Regions from separate parts of the Zea mays genome. Here region 2 is linked to region 1. The links are chromatin contacts, called in public Hi-C maps. All regions are on one chromosome and are shown on one strand. The core of a region is the stretch at or near the end of the contact, and the rest is flanking DNA. Distances in the headings are between cores, read along the strand shown.

Evidence for each region. Hi-C and Micro-C count contacts between places; a contact is called where the count stands out from the background.
Region 2: a contact with region 1 is called in a Hi-C map of leaf, with 6 times the contacts expected there. The contact joins the promoter of LOC100275410 here to the promoter of LOC100272944 in region 1. A contact is called at or near these places in 6 of 25 Hi-C or Micro-C datasets (bundle sheath, ear, endosperm and 2 more).

Annotation. Positions count from the first base shown.
Region 1 is chr7:109,540,365-109,546,612 of Zm-B73-REFERENCE-NAM-5.0, reverse strand. It overlaps LOC100272944, which reads right to left and starts at 2,957. Exons shown (of 14, transcript NM_001147396.2): 1 at 2,578-2,957; 2 at 1,788-1,885; 3 at 1,489-1,665; 4 at 756-856; 5 at 596-671; 6 at 436-495; 7 at 160-344; 8 at 1-65. The coding sequence starts at 2,680.
Region 2 is chr7:109,728,288-109,734,328 of Zm-B73-REFERENCE-NAM-5.0, reverse strand. It overlaps LOC100275410, which reads right to left and starts at 1,556. Exons shown (of 3, transcript NM_001149487.2): 1 at 1,066-1,556; 2 at 841-959; 3 at 388-757. The coding sequence starts at 1,375. The coding sequence ends at 632.

The DNA.
Region 1 (6,248 bases), core at 1,708-4,207:
TAGCGAAAGCTTCTCCGGCGTCAAACGTCGGAGCACCCCACTGAAAGGGATAGGGAACACTTATCCTACAACAGTTGTTCCATAACCTTCATGAGGAATGTCACCAATACATAGCAACTTAAACAACTAGGATTACAATTAATTGTCATGAGATCTTACCAAGGTGCTCCTGAAATAAGGCCCGACCGATCAACGCGGCAATGCACCTGCGTCTTGGGCGGAGAGTTCTTGTAAGCGCCGCCGATGGTGAGGATGTAGGCGTACAGCCACACGATGGCGACGGTGAAGAGAACGCTGAACCGGCTGAAGACGGACTTGCCGAAGTCCAGAACCTGAGGCAGATACTGCGCGAAAGATGAAGCGATGTTAGCACACGACATACTGCGTGATTGATATGTAGCGGTGAAGGAAGGAACCAGGGGTGTATCAGTGCACCTGAGAAAACACAACCAACAGGAGCAGTTCTGGGAGGCCAACTTCGACGCATTTCGCTACCTGCAAACACGCATGGAGCAGACTTTTTGTCACTCATTCATCAGCGATGGTAGAGAGACATGGAGGCGAAAAGATCCTGGGATGGGGCAGACAAACTGACCCCTGGAAAGCCAAGCTCGTAGAGCCCGAACCCGACCAGTGATACCAGAGGAACAGCTGCCAGCGGACTCAGTAATCTGCGAGTGGAAGTGAGTGTAAGCCAGTTTTACAGAAGAAGATACAGGCGCATATATGGGGGAAGAGAAAGTTTTGGCACCAACTTGACAACGTTGCGCCAGAGGCCACTGAACCCAAGTATGATCTGAATCGTCGACGCAACGAGGAGAGCGCCCTGCGTCCCCCTCATCGTCCGCAGGAATTTCTTCATGTGCGTGAGCAACAGAAAGCTTCGTCGATACCAGTATGTTCTATCTAGAGATGGCAATGAGTACCCGCTACCCGAAACCCGGTGGGTTTTTGCTCTATTAGGGTATGTGTTTGGGCCAATTTCTCTACCCATGGGTTTGTTAATGGGTTCAAATGGAAACCCAACGGGTACGTGGGCATGGGTTTGTTCTTCCACTACCCATACCCGCAAACCCATGGGTTTTTAAAACCCGCCTTAAAATCAACATTACTTATAAATATGTCTCATAATATTATTAATTGAATATGTTCTAATTGAAATAAACTTCATGTAACAATTTTTAGGCTAAAATTTGTTATCACTTGTTCATTTTATGCTAGCTTAGTAATGTATTGATTGTCGTTTACATGATGAATTATTTTTTATGTTGATGTTAGTGGGTATGGGAAACCCGTTGGGTACCCGAAACCCGCATGGGTATGGGTTTGGGCAAAATTTTATACCCGTCACGGGTATGGGTTTTTTAGCGGACGTATTTTTTCTTCGCGGGTACGGGTTTGGGCAAGTAATACCCAGCGGGTTTTTACCCATTGCCATCTCTAGTTCTATCGTTCTTGAAGGAAACAGAGCAGTTCAGCAGAAGGTACCTCGTGAGGGTCTGCTTCGTTGCTGTACCGTCCAGCCAAGACGATCGAGATGGTCGGCCCGACGAAGACGTACGAGCCGCCCATCACGACCGGAAGGCGCGTCCCGAATAACGTCTGGAACAGGGTGTTTATGCCAGCAACGAACAGTATGGTCTGAACCACCCGAGCCTTCTCTTCCTGGCAGAGCGGGTAGCATACCATTCATCAGTAAGGCGGCGTCAATTCAGTGCAAACGAAATTCAGTGCCCTCTTATCTGAACCAAAAAAAAAAGAGAACGAGGCAGCGTCTCGAGGCTCACATTTCCGCCTCCCATCTGAGGAACGAGCGCGCTGGGTATGATGACGGTGGTGCCCAGCATGACGACGAAATGCTGGAACCCTAGCAAGATGGCCTCCGCTGCAACATAGAGGGTCCCAACCATAGGTGTGAGAGAAACTTCAACTTCAATCATGCCTCACCATTGCGACTAATAGTATAGATTAATCCTAGTAGCACACGCCTTCTATTTCCATGCGTTGGGACTTGCACACAGAGTTTAATTGTACAGAAAAAGATGTGCAACCACACCACCTTTCTTTAGCTTTCACGGCGGATTCAAGTCAAATCAACGCATTGCGAGATTAATCCTAGACTGACAAGTACTTGATCAAGGAAAGCTACCTTTTTTTCTCTCCGGAAAACAAGAATCGTAGTAGGAGAAAATACGAAGAAAGCCATACGCAGAATTACAGCAGCACACATGAGCGAGCGCCGACAAATTAAAGACAGAGAAAGAAGAACGGTGAAGATCCCAGCTGACAGGAGCGCTTTGCATGAACGAAGGATCGGGTGCTCCCAATCCCAATCCACCAAGTCCGAAAGGTGAAACGAAAACCAAAGCTCGGCACCAGAGAAAACACGAAGCGTGCGGTGCAGCGAGAAACGGAACTACTCCCGTCCCGGTTAGCAATAAGAGGGCAAGCACAGAGAAAGATTTGAACGGCGAGACAACGCAAGCTAACGGACAAACAAAAAAAGAACGAACAGAAAAAGAGTAGAGTGGAGGTGACAACTGAGTGAGCTGCTGAGCAAAGGAAAGAAGCACGTACGCCATGGCGGGGGGCTGGTGATGCAGAAGGCGACGCCGGGCAGCTGCTCCTTGGGCGGGAACGGCTGGAGCTCGTCGGCCTTGGGCGGCGGCGCGGCGGCCATCCTGTATGTTCCGTCCGGCCGGCTCCGACCGAAGTCTCACCTCAGTCCACTGGGACCGTCGGTGAATGAGTGAGTCTGTGAGTGCGTGAGTGAGGACACGAGCAAGGGAAGCTCTCCCCCTAGCAAGGAACTCCCGTCCCGGGTGTGAAGGCAAGAGGACGCGAACACGAGGGGGCCTTCCTGTGACAAGTGCCTAGCAGAGGAGAGCAAGAACGCAGGACTCACTCGACGCCTTCACGAGGAAGGAAGGAAGGAAGGAGGAATATCGATCGCTGGGATGAGTGGGAAAAGGCAGCGAGGGAGGGAGGCTGTGCTGGTGTTGATAATCTCGCATTGCTCTAGGCAGCTGATTCCACGGCAGCCTGCTACTAGGAAATAGTACAAGGAGTAGCCGTAGTACTCCTGCGCAAGGAATGGAATCTGGCTGCCCCCAGGAAACGGCGGCACTCTTTTTCCTCCTCCTCCTCCCTCCTCGCAGTCACAGCACACGCCCACGGGGTCACGGGCTGCTCTGCTCTATGATTGACTGGGATTGAGCCTAGTAGGAAATACAAATACTAGTAGGAAAAGAAGAGTGTGAGGCAGGAAAGAGATCACAGCAGCAGAGATGGGTTTTTTTTTTTGGCGCTTGGCTCCCCAACGACGGAGCGTCAAGAAGGATCCGCGGGGAACAGAGGAGGTGGCAGCGGCGAGGCGCGCAGGAGAAAACGACGTCTCTCCTTCCCTCCTTTTTTTTTTCCTCACCCCTCTTTTTAGGGCTGGGCATTCGGTCTATTAGGATAATTCAGTTCTATCTATTCGGGTTTTTGAAAATTCGGGTTATGAAAAATAAGAACCGAAATTTTCAAAACAATTATAGGAACCGAATCCGAATAGACCCACAATTTCGATTCGATCTATTCGGTCCACCGAATAGACTCGAACAGTAGAGAGACTATTATCTTTTATTAAAATATATACAATTAATAATTAATTGGAAGTATTATTACTACAACAAGTGACTATAAAATATAGCATATTGAGATATATATATATACTATCTTTAAGATGATATCGCAATTTTTAGCTAATAAGTTCATAAATCATATAAATAATATCATCTTATATTAAGAGTTTTTTATATTTCGGGTTTTAAAGGTTAGGAACCGAACCCGAGCCCATACCCTGAAATATAGCACATATAGGAACCGAACCCGAACCCGAAAACCCAAATAGACCTATAATTTGGTCTATTCGGGTTCGGGTTTCGGTTTTAAATGCCCACCCCTACCTCTTTTGCTCCTCGCTTTGCCCCGGCGCCTTTATTTTTATCAGCAGCAACGCGTTCCGTTCCGTTTCGTTTCGTTTTAGTTTCAGTTTCACCTCGCCGCCGTTTGCTCTCCCTCCGTCAGTCACTGGTCACTCGATTCCATTCCGGCAGTCCAGTCCAGGACGGGACGCGGGAGTGGTGTCTGCCTGCCTGTCGCTTGCCTAGGTGAGCGGGCGGGCAGTGCATGCAGCAGCTACACCCGAACGGTTGGGGGCTTTGACTCACGCCCTTGGTTCGTTGCCTGCCAACTTTCCGAGGCAAAAGCCGGGTGACCACACGTAAATGCACTGCTCCAGCAGCTGCACGCCTGCAACGGCACCAGGCCGTTATTACAGTTTTTCTTTTTTTTCTCATTGTTGTTGCAAAGTTATAAATTTCTAGTTACATTTAAAAAAATTGTATTACATAGCGGGTGATAACAGAAACGGTACAGTGTGGATCTACTATGGTAAAACATAAATATAATACAGCAGTACTACTTGATTCCAAAACTAGCCGACGTTCGGCTGCTGTTTTGGCTAGCTGTTTGCTAGCTACAGCGCAGTTTGGGACCCAAGTTTTTTTACAGTTTTGAAGTTATAATGCAGCATTCTCAAATACTGGTGTATTATATATAGAATGGTGTTTGTCAAGCTAGCTAAAACTTTTATTTTCAAAACTGAAATATTGTAAATATTGTAGTTGTTTTAAGGTATTATAAACTTAGGTCTAGACCTCAGCTTTTAAAAATGTAGTATTTTAAACTGTGGTATTGTCATGACTAAAATATATTGTAATATTTTCAAAAACCATGATTTTCAAAAACTTTCTTCCCAAACCAGGCTTATTCTTGCAGCCGAACACATACTAGCAGATGTACGTAGCGGCAGATGTTGTGCTTTTTATATCAACGTACAATGATGATTCGATGCAAAAATGATTGCTCGTCGCTCGGCCGAACAGATGAGCACTTGGACGACAGTTGTTTCAGATACCTACTCTTGCTAGAGCCATGCACGCAGATCCATGGCAATGGAGATGCATAAGCGTAGCAAACAGCAAAACAAAGAGCGAGAATAGAGAGGTCTCCTAAGCAGGAGGACCTAATTGTGGTGAACTGTGATTTGGTGCACTAGGCAAAAGGGGTGTTTGTCCTTATATAGGTGTAGGAGGAGCTCGGTTTAATGAAACTAGACAACCTCTGATCCTTTGGTGTGTGTTGATGGTCATCTACCCGTCAATAGTTGTGTGTAATAGTCGGGCCATCCAGGTTGTCAGTTACTCTTTTCATGAACGACTATACTTTGTAATCGCAAAACAATAATAGTACAACACGTCCGGTCATACAATATTGTTTGTTCATCCGTCCGTCTTGACATAGCATGACACAACATGCCCTAACCTGACGGCTCGACGAGGTGAGTGAGCGGCCGCGTGTGTGGCACACCGGACTTCTTTTCCTAGCTTCACAGAAGGTGTAAAATAAGTCCACCCTTTAAACTGGTTAAAGTCTTCTTCCATTAGCCATGTGGGATTAACCTCTTTTAACTCCCTAGTATTATTATGGGATATGGTGGGATATTAATTGATTTAAATGGGCCAACGCATTTAAATCCAACAATATTTACATCAAATCCCCACCAAATATTTCAAGGCATATAAAGAATACTCTCAAGTGATCTACTTCTTTGATATACTAGTATTTCGATGGAGATCGTTAAGTCGAACATTCATATAGAACTAAGGTTACACTTATTCACAACTAAACAATGGACTATGTCTTGAATTGGTAGTTTGTGCAAACACACTTGACCAATGTTCTTAACTAATACTAGGTTCCAACAAGAATTAGGGGTAAACATGAGCTTCACGATACCTCGATAAAAACACAGAAGTAGTCAAGTGGAGTTTATATGTCTATCTTAGTTAAGATTTTGTACTTTATTTATTGCTTACCTAGGTTATGTGCTTGCTTTCTAGTTTAGCTTGCTAGGCTAGTAATATGATTGGAACCTAGGATATATATATAATTCTTTTGCTATAGAGATAGCAACGCACCTAGGAAAACTGTAGATGCATATATAGATAGATTACTTTCTCGTGTAGGTTTTGATTAGGTGAAAATTAGAAGACTTAGTTTAAAAACTAGATTTTTAAGTTGCCTAATTCATTCCACTCTTAGGGGTCGTGGTACCTTCAATACCTACATAATTCATTATAAAAATAATATAAAGAAAACAACTAAATTTGTATCTAAATTGCTCACTTTACTATTGCTAA
Region 2 (6,041 bases), core at 307-2,806, 190 kb before region 1:
AAAATTGAAGTTCTTTTGTTCTGTTTATCTGTCATATACTCAGATTTGCATAGTTTCCGCCACTGACCAAATATTGATACAATTTTTAGTTATAACATCGATACGATTTTTAGAGTTATAAGTTGATACAGTTTAGTGAGAGTAGTAAGTTCACTTTGTGCTCAGACCTCATGCTTTGCAAAGTTACGATTGCCAAACCGCTCGATTATTTGAACTTAGTTTCTGCTAGTGATGCGAAGACTAATAATACAGTATGGTACAAGAGTCCGGTTCTTGAACCTTTTCTCTCGAGATGAGTTAAAACTCTTAGGGCCCTCCTCTGGATCGAAGAGCAAGGATTGCATTTTTTTTTCTTCTTCCTTTTTGCTTAGTGTTCATGCTCTGAAATGTTGCAATTGGCAAACCACTCGATTGATCTGAATACGCGGTTTTAGTGTCAGTTTCACCATGCCAAATCACATTGACAGACGAAACAAACTTCCTATTAGTCCTGCCCTGACACTCTGATTTACAGTTTTTTTTTCCATTTCTGGCTAGGCTCAAGCACTCTATACTAACAAGCAAACAGAAATCCCAAAAGAAAAAGAAAGAAAGAGAGCACCGGCCGGATGGCACAGTCCGGTCAGTAGCATTAGCTGGTGGCGGATTCAGAGACGATGCTGCTGCTGCTCTGGCTCGCGGACTCGGAGATGCTCTGCAGCACCGGCCGCCAGTGCCGGCCTCTTCCCCGGTGCCGGTCCTTGTCCTGCTTCCCGTCCTGAAGCCACAGAAGAATCAGTAGCTGCTTGTTGCACCAGGAAATAAAAAGAAAAAAATGGTGTCAGAGAATCGCATACCGACCTGGCTGGAAGAGCTCTGGTGAGCCCCGTCGCCGCGCCGGAGCTGCTCGTGCTGCTGCCTGATGGCCTCGCACCGCTGCATCTTCTCGTTCTTCCTCGCCCGCACCGCCTTCGTCACCTCTGCGCGCGGAGCACGATCGGGTTGAGAATTTCAAGATTGCCCGAGTAAATTGAACCGCGCCATGGGCCTTAAGCCCATGGCCAGGACAGCTGAGTGCTAACAAACCTTGCGCGGTGATGAGGCGGTAGACCTGGCCAAGGAGAAGCGTGTCCTTGGGCTTCAGCAGCTTGACCCTGGTGATCTTGGCCCCACCACTGCCGGGGCCGGAGGACGCCGCGGCGTCCCCGGCGGCGGCGGCGGCGGCGGCGGCGGGCTTGTTATCTGCAGGAACACGGAGTATGACGAGGGCAACGTAGTGTCCCGGGTTGTTCCGCATGACCTCGGCGGCGGTGGTGGACCAGTAGAGCCGGTCGACCTTCCCGCCGGGGTGCTGGATGATGACCGCCGCCGCCTCCGCCGCCTGGCAGTTGCCCATCGCTCCCGTCCGCCCGCGCGCCCCTCTCTCCAGCAGCAGCAGCGTTTGTGGTGGGCTGGGCTCTGGGCTGGTCTGGTGGTTCAGGGAGCCGCGACGGTGGCGGTTTGAGTCGTTGGGAGGAAGAGAACGGAGAGGGAGGCGGTGGTGTTGGAGTGATGGTGGTGCCGTGGTGGAGACGGTGGTCGTGAGTTTGGGGCTTGCAGTTTTTGAGGTGGTGGGGTGTTAAATGTGAGCGAGGGGTGGGTGATGAGGAGCTTTGCTCTTGCAGGGTTTTGGATTTTGGATCCGGGTGGCTGTTGAGGATTCGAATCCGTTATGGCCACGGTAATTCTTGGGCAGACAAAAGTGAATTTCACAGGAAAATATTTCAAGTTTTCAGGTAAATTCCAACTCCCCCACCCCCCCCCCCCCCCCCCCCCCCCCAATTGTCTGGAATTGATTTCAGGCAGATATTATGTACAAGAACCTATAAATTGCTGCCACATTAGTTTTGCACTCAGCTAAAAAGCTTCCGCCGGGAACATCGCGCTGTGTAGAACGAGTCTGAAACTCTGACTCGTGAATGTTTATTACTTTCTGATGTACGTATCAACCTCTGAAAAGATGTCGTAGATTATTGACTGGATTAGATATAATAATAATAATAATACTATACATATTATAGTTATTATGAAAAAGTAGTGATGTTGTATTAGAATATTGGATAAGTAATGTGTCAGCGTTCAAGGTCAGGTGGAGACGGTCGGCCGTAATCCCTGGCCGGTGAGCTTACTTCAAATCTCAACGCACATGCGCACGCACATATGTATTATCCATATAAGTAAAATTTCTGACGTTTATTTTCGTTCTTTGTTCTTTCCGGCGCCCTTGGGCCTTGGCTGCTTTTTTGTGGAGGCTTTCATCACCTTCTCTACAAAGTCATTTTCTGCTCTCTTTTTTCGTGAACCTTGACCGTCACTCTTTCTTTTTTTGCGTTTGCATTCCATGCGTGCCCCCATGCAAACCAAGAAGGGATCTTTTAGGATATCTCTACTGCTTTGAGGGCTTAAATAAAAAACTCTGTCGGACCTTTTTTTCTTAAACATTGAGCTCCTTTGGAATGTAGAAATTTTATAGTAATCATATAGAAATTTCATAGAAAACAATTTATTTTCACAGAAAAAATACATAAAACGGGGAAAATTTCGTATTCCAAAGTAACCCTTAAATTCAGATTTAGTGCCCTACTGGAATTGTTGTGCATATATGATTCTAGCTAAACCCAGTGTAAGGTACCCAAGGTAGTGTTTGGTTGAAGAGCCAGGTAGAACGGAACCGTTCTGTTCCAGTTTTGTTGTTGTTTGGTTACAAAGTAACTAGAACGGAATGGCTCCAATTAGGGAATATTCTCCTCAGATCCGGAACCATTCCGCTCCAAAAAATCAATGGGACGGAGCCGCTCCGTTCCAATCCCGCTCTCACAGTCACGCTCCGTTCCGTTCACTCTGCAACCAAACAAAAAACAGAACCGCTCCGTTCCAGATTACCAAACACAGAACAGAGCGGCTCCGTTCCTAGAATCAGGGATGGAACGACTCCGTTCTACTTGGCTCCTCAACCAAACACTACCTAATATATCTACGATAGTAGGTCTGAGAGAGACAATACCGAAGCGGAAGATCGTATGAGGCAGGGGTAGATTAAGAAACTTTATAGTCATAGAAAGAAAGCTCACGACTATAGGTTGAAAACGTGTAACAATAGGATGTAGCTTCACCAGACCATCACTCATGTGTTCGGTATGTATCAATCCGTACATGTTTGTAATTCATGCATCATCTTCGCAGCTACTCTGTTTATTTTGCATTGTGGCCATCTCCAGCCTCTCCAATCTATAATATAATTCAGCCCTTGTTTTGCCATTTCGGCTTGAAATTTAGTTTAAGCTTTTGGCAAACACGGGGAGTGTTTGGTTTCGCGGCTAAAAGTATGGTACTTTATCTAAGATTAACCGTTCGAACTGAAAAACTAATCTTAAAAGAAGTTAGGTAAACTATGGCGAGTTAGACAACGGGCGAAACAGACCTAAGACTCTCCTGAAAAGTAACAACAGGGCCAGCCCTGAGGGGGTGCGGAGGGTGCGGCCGCACCGGGCCCCTAAAAACAGAGGGTCCCCTAGCCACTGGACGCTAGTATTTTTTTGTTAAACTTATCTATTCTAGACACAAATACGTAAAGAACGATATGATATCGAGTTATCGACTAGTCTCATTTATATTGTTAAACTAATGTCTCAATTATTTATCGAATACTTCATCTGTTTCAAAATAGTATTTGTTTTATCTCTTAATTTTTATGTTTATATTGATAATGATAAATTCACTAAAGAAGCAAAACAAATTTTATTTTGATATAGGAAGTATTATAAACTATACATATGATGGTTGCTTCGGTAGAGAGAATATTTTTAAAATTAAATTTTTTAATGAACTATTTATGGTCAACAATAACTCAAGAGAGGTTAAATGGATTGACGATTCTATATATCGAAAAAAGTTGTTGGATGAGATTGATCTCGATGATATAAGCGACGACTTTGTATCACAAAATGTTAGAAGATATTTTTAATAATATCATATAACAAGTAAGTGTTTTTGTTATATTTTACATCTGTTATCTTATAAACTTCAAAACAGTGTATAATAATTTTTATACGTTAAATATTCAATAATATATGTATAACTATATATATTTATGTGTGTATGGGGCCTCTATATCGAATTTCGCACCGGGCCCCTGAAAGCCAGCCTCTATATCGAATTTCGCACCGGGCCCCTGAAAGCCAGAAACGATCCTGAGTAACAAGCAGTGTGAAGTATGGTCTTTCCTTGTCTATGTTCTACAGAAAAGGTACGAGTGAATATAACTTCGTAAGATTGTCTCCAGTATGTAGCATAAAATAGGGACACAGAATTATTATGATATTATTTACATAGTAGATTTTAGTTTAAAATATAGAACGGGATATACGATATCTAAAAAACCGTCGGAGATAGACTAACCGGCTGAGAGTCCGAGGCCGAGTACCAAAATAAGAAAACAAAAATAATATCCGTATAATCTGGTGGCCGGCCGGCTCTACACGCGCCATCCATCTCCGTCGTATTGCATGGCATTGATGGCTGTAGCACATGCACAAAGCATGACCAAGGAAGGAAGGGAGTGACCTCCGTGACGTGACCTACCGACGGGCCCTGCAGTCAGTCTCAGGCTCTCGGCAGCCGGGCCCCGCGGCATGGGCTGCGGGCATACGAGAGGAGCGAGCGGTGACTGTGATCTGACTGACTGACTGACCGACCGCGTGCTGTGTCACACCACACTTTTTTTTTCGATCTTGCGTTTGCATCGCATTTGCATGCGTAGGCGTATAGTATAGCGAGATAGCCTTTATTTCATTTTTTTATCCGAACCCGGGATAAAATGTAGGATGCATCTCCCTTTCTCCTTTTCTTAAGTTGAAGCGTGTAAGAAACGACTTTGCGTACAGGCAGGCCGACTGGCAGAGAGAGGATGAGAGTACACGTAGACGTAGCAGCCACTTTCTGGCGCGCTGCAGAGGGCATGCGGCACGCATTGCTCGCTCGAGCTCGATCGATTCATGTCTATAATAATACCTCCAATTTGTTCTCTATGTTTATTTTCTTTTTATTCGGAAGCTAAATTATCTATAGAATTGCCAATGATTAAAATTAAAGCAGCAGTCGGATTGGGTGGTCTACGATAAAGCTACAAAAGGGGTTGCGAAATTGGAGCCCTTTTTTTTCTTTGACTCATGAGTAGGACTGGGTAGCTCATGCGCGCCAGGGTCCATGATGCAGCACACCAGCAACATGGACATGGAGCAAGCGCGAGAAGGTGTAATAATAGCGCTCCGCCCACCCTAAAAAACGATCCACGCACGGCCGCCTTGGTTTGATTAAACTATGATGAGAATCTGCCCGTATAGTACTAATTACCATACGCCCAGGCCCAGTGCTTCCACCTCTTTGCTCTCCGGCCTGCGCTTCGCAGGATTATTAAAGATCTAGCCGCATCGATCGTCCAAATTAAAGGCCTGCAACTGCAAAGTTTTTTTTAGTTTCTTTTTTGTGGGGTGGGGGCTTGGGAGGTCAACAAACTTAGCATGTTCTGCAATTCAAAACCTGTCTAGTTTATCAAATCAAAAGTGGCAGGCTATCAAATTGTGTGAACCAGATGTGCGCTTTAATTTAACTAGCCCGACTTGCTGTACTTTTTTTGTGTCCGTCCGTCCGCGTCCGGGTCCGGCCGACGACGGATTGGCCGGATTAGCTAGCGCGCACGAGATGGTCCATGTATACACAACGTACAATAATTGCGAAAACATGTTGTGTTTTTTTTTCCCTCCTGTACATTGAGAGGTGGACGCGTAGGTACGGTACAAGGACTCGCTACCAAACTGTCGCGCGGCTGTGTCGACGTACGTGTACGTGGTATCGGGACTGTTTAATAAATACGGCTAATCCTTACCTAGTTAGCTAAGTGTTTTTTTTAAGAAGAACTAGTTTTTTTAGCTAAGTTTTCAACTATTCGTTAACCATCCAGTTAAGGCAGCCATAGTTATTTAAGCCAAAATTTTAGCTTCGACCAGTAACTAATTATAGCTATT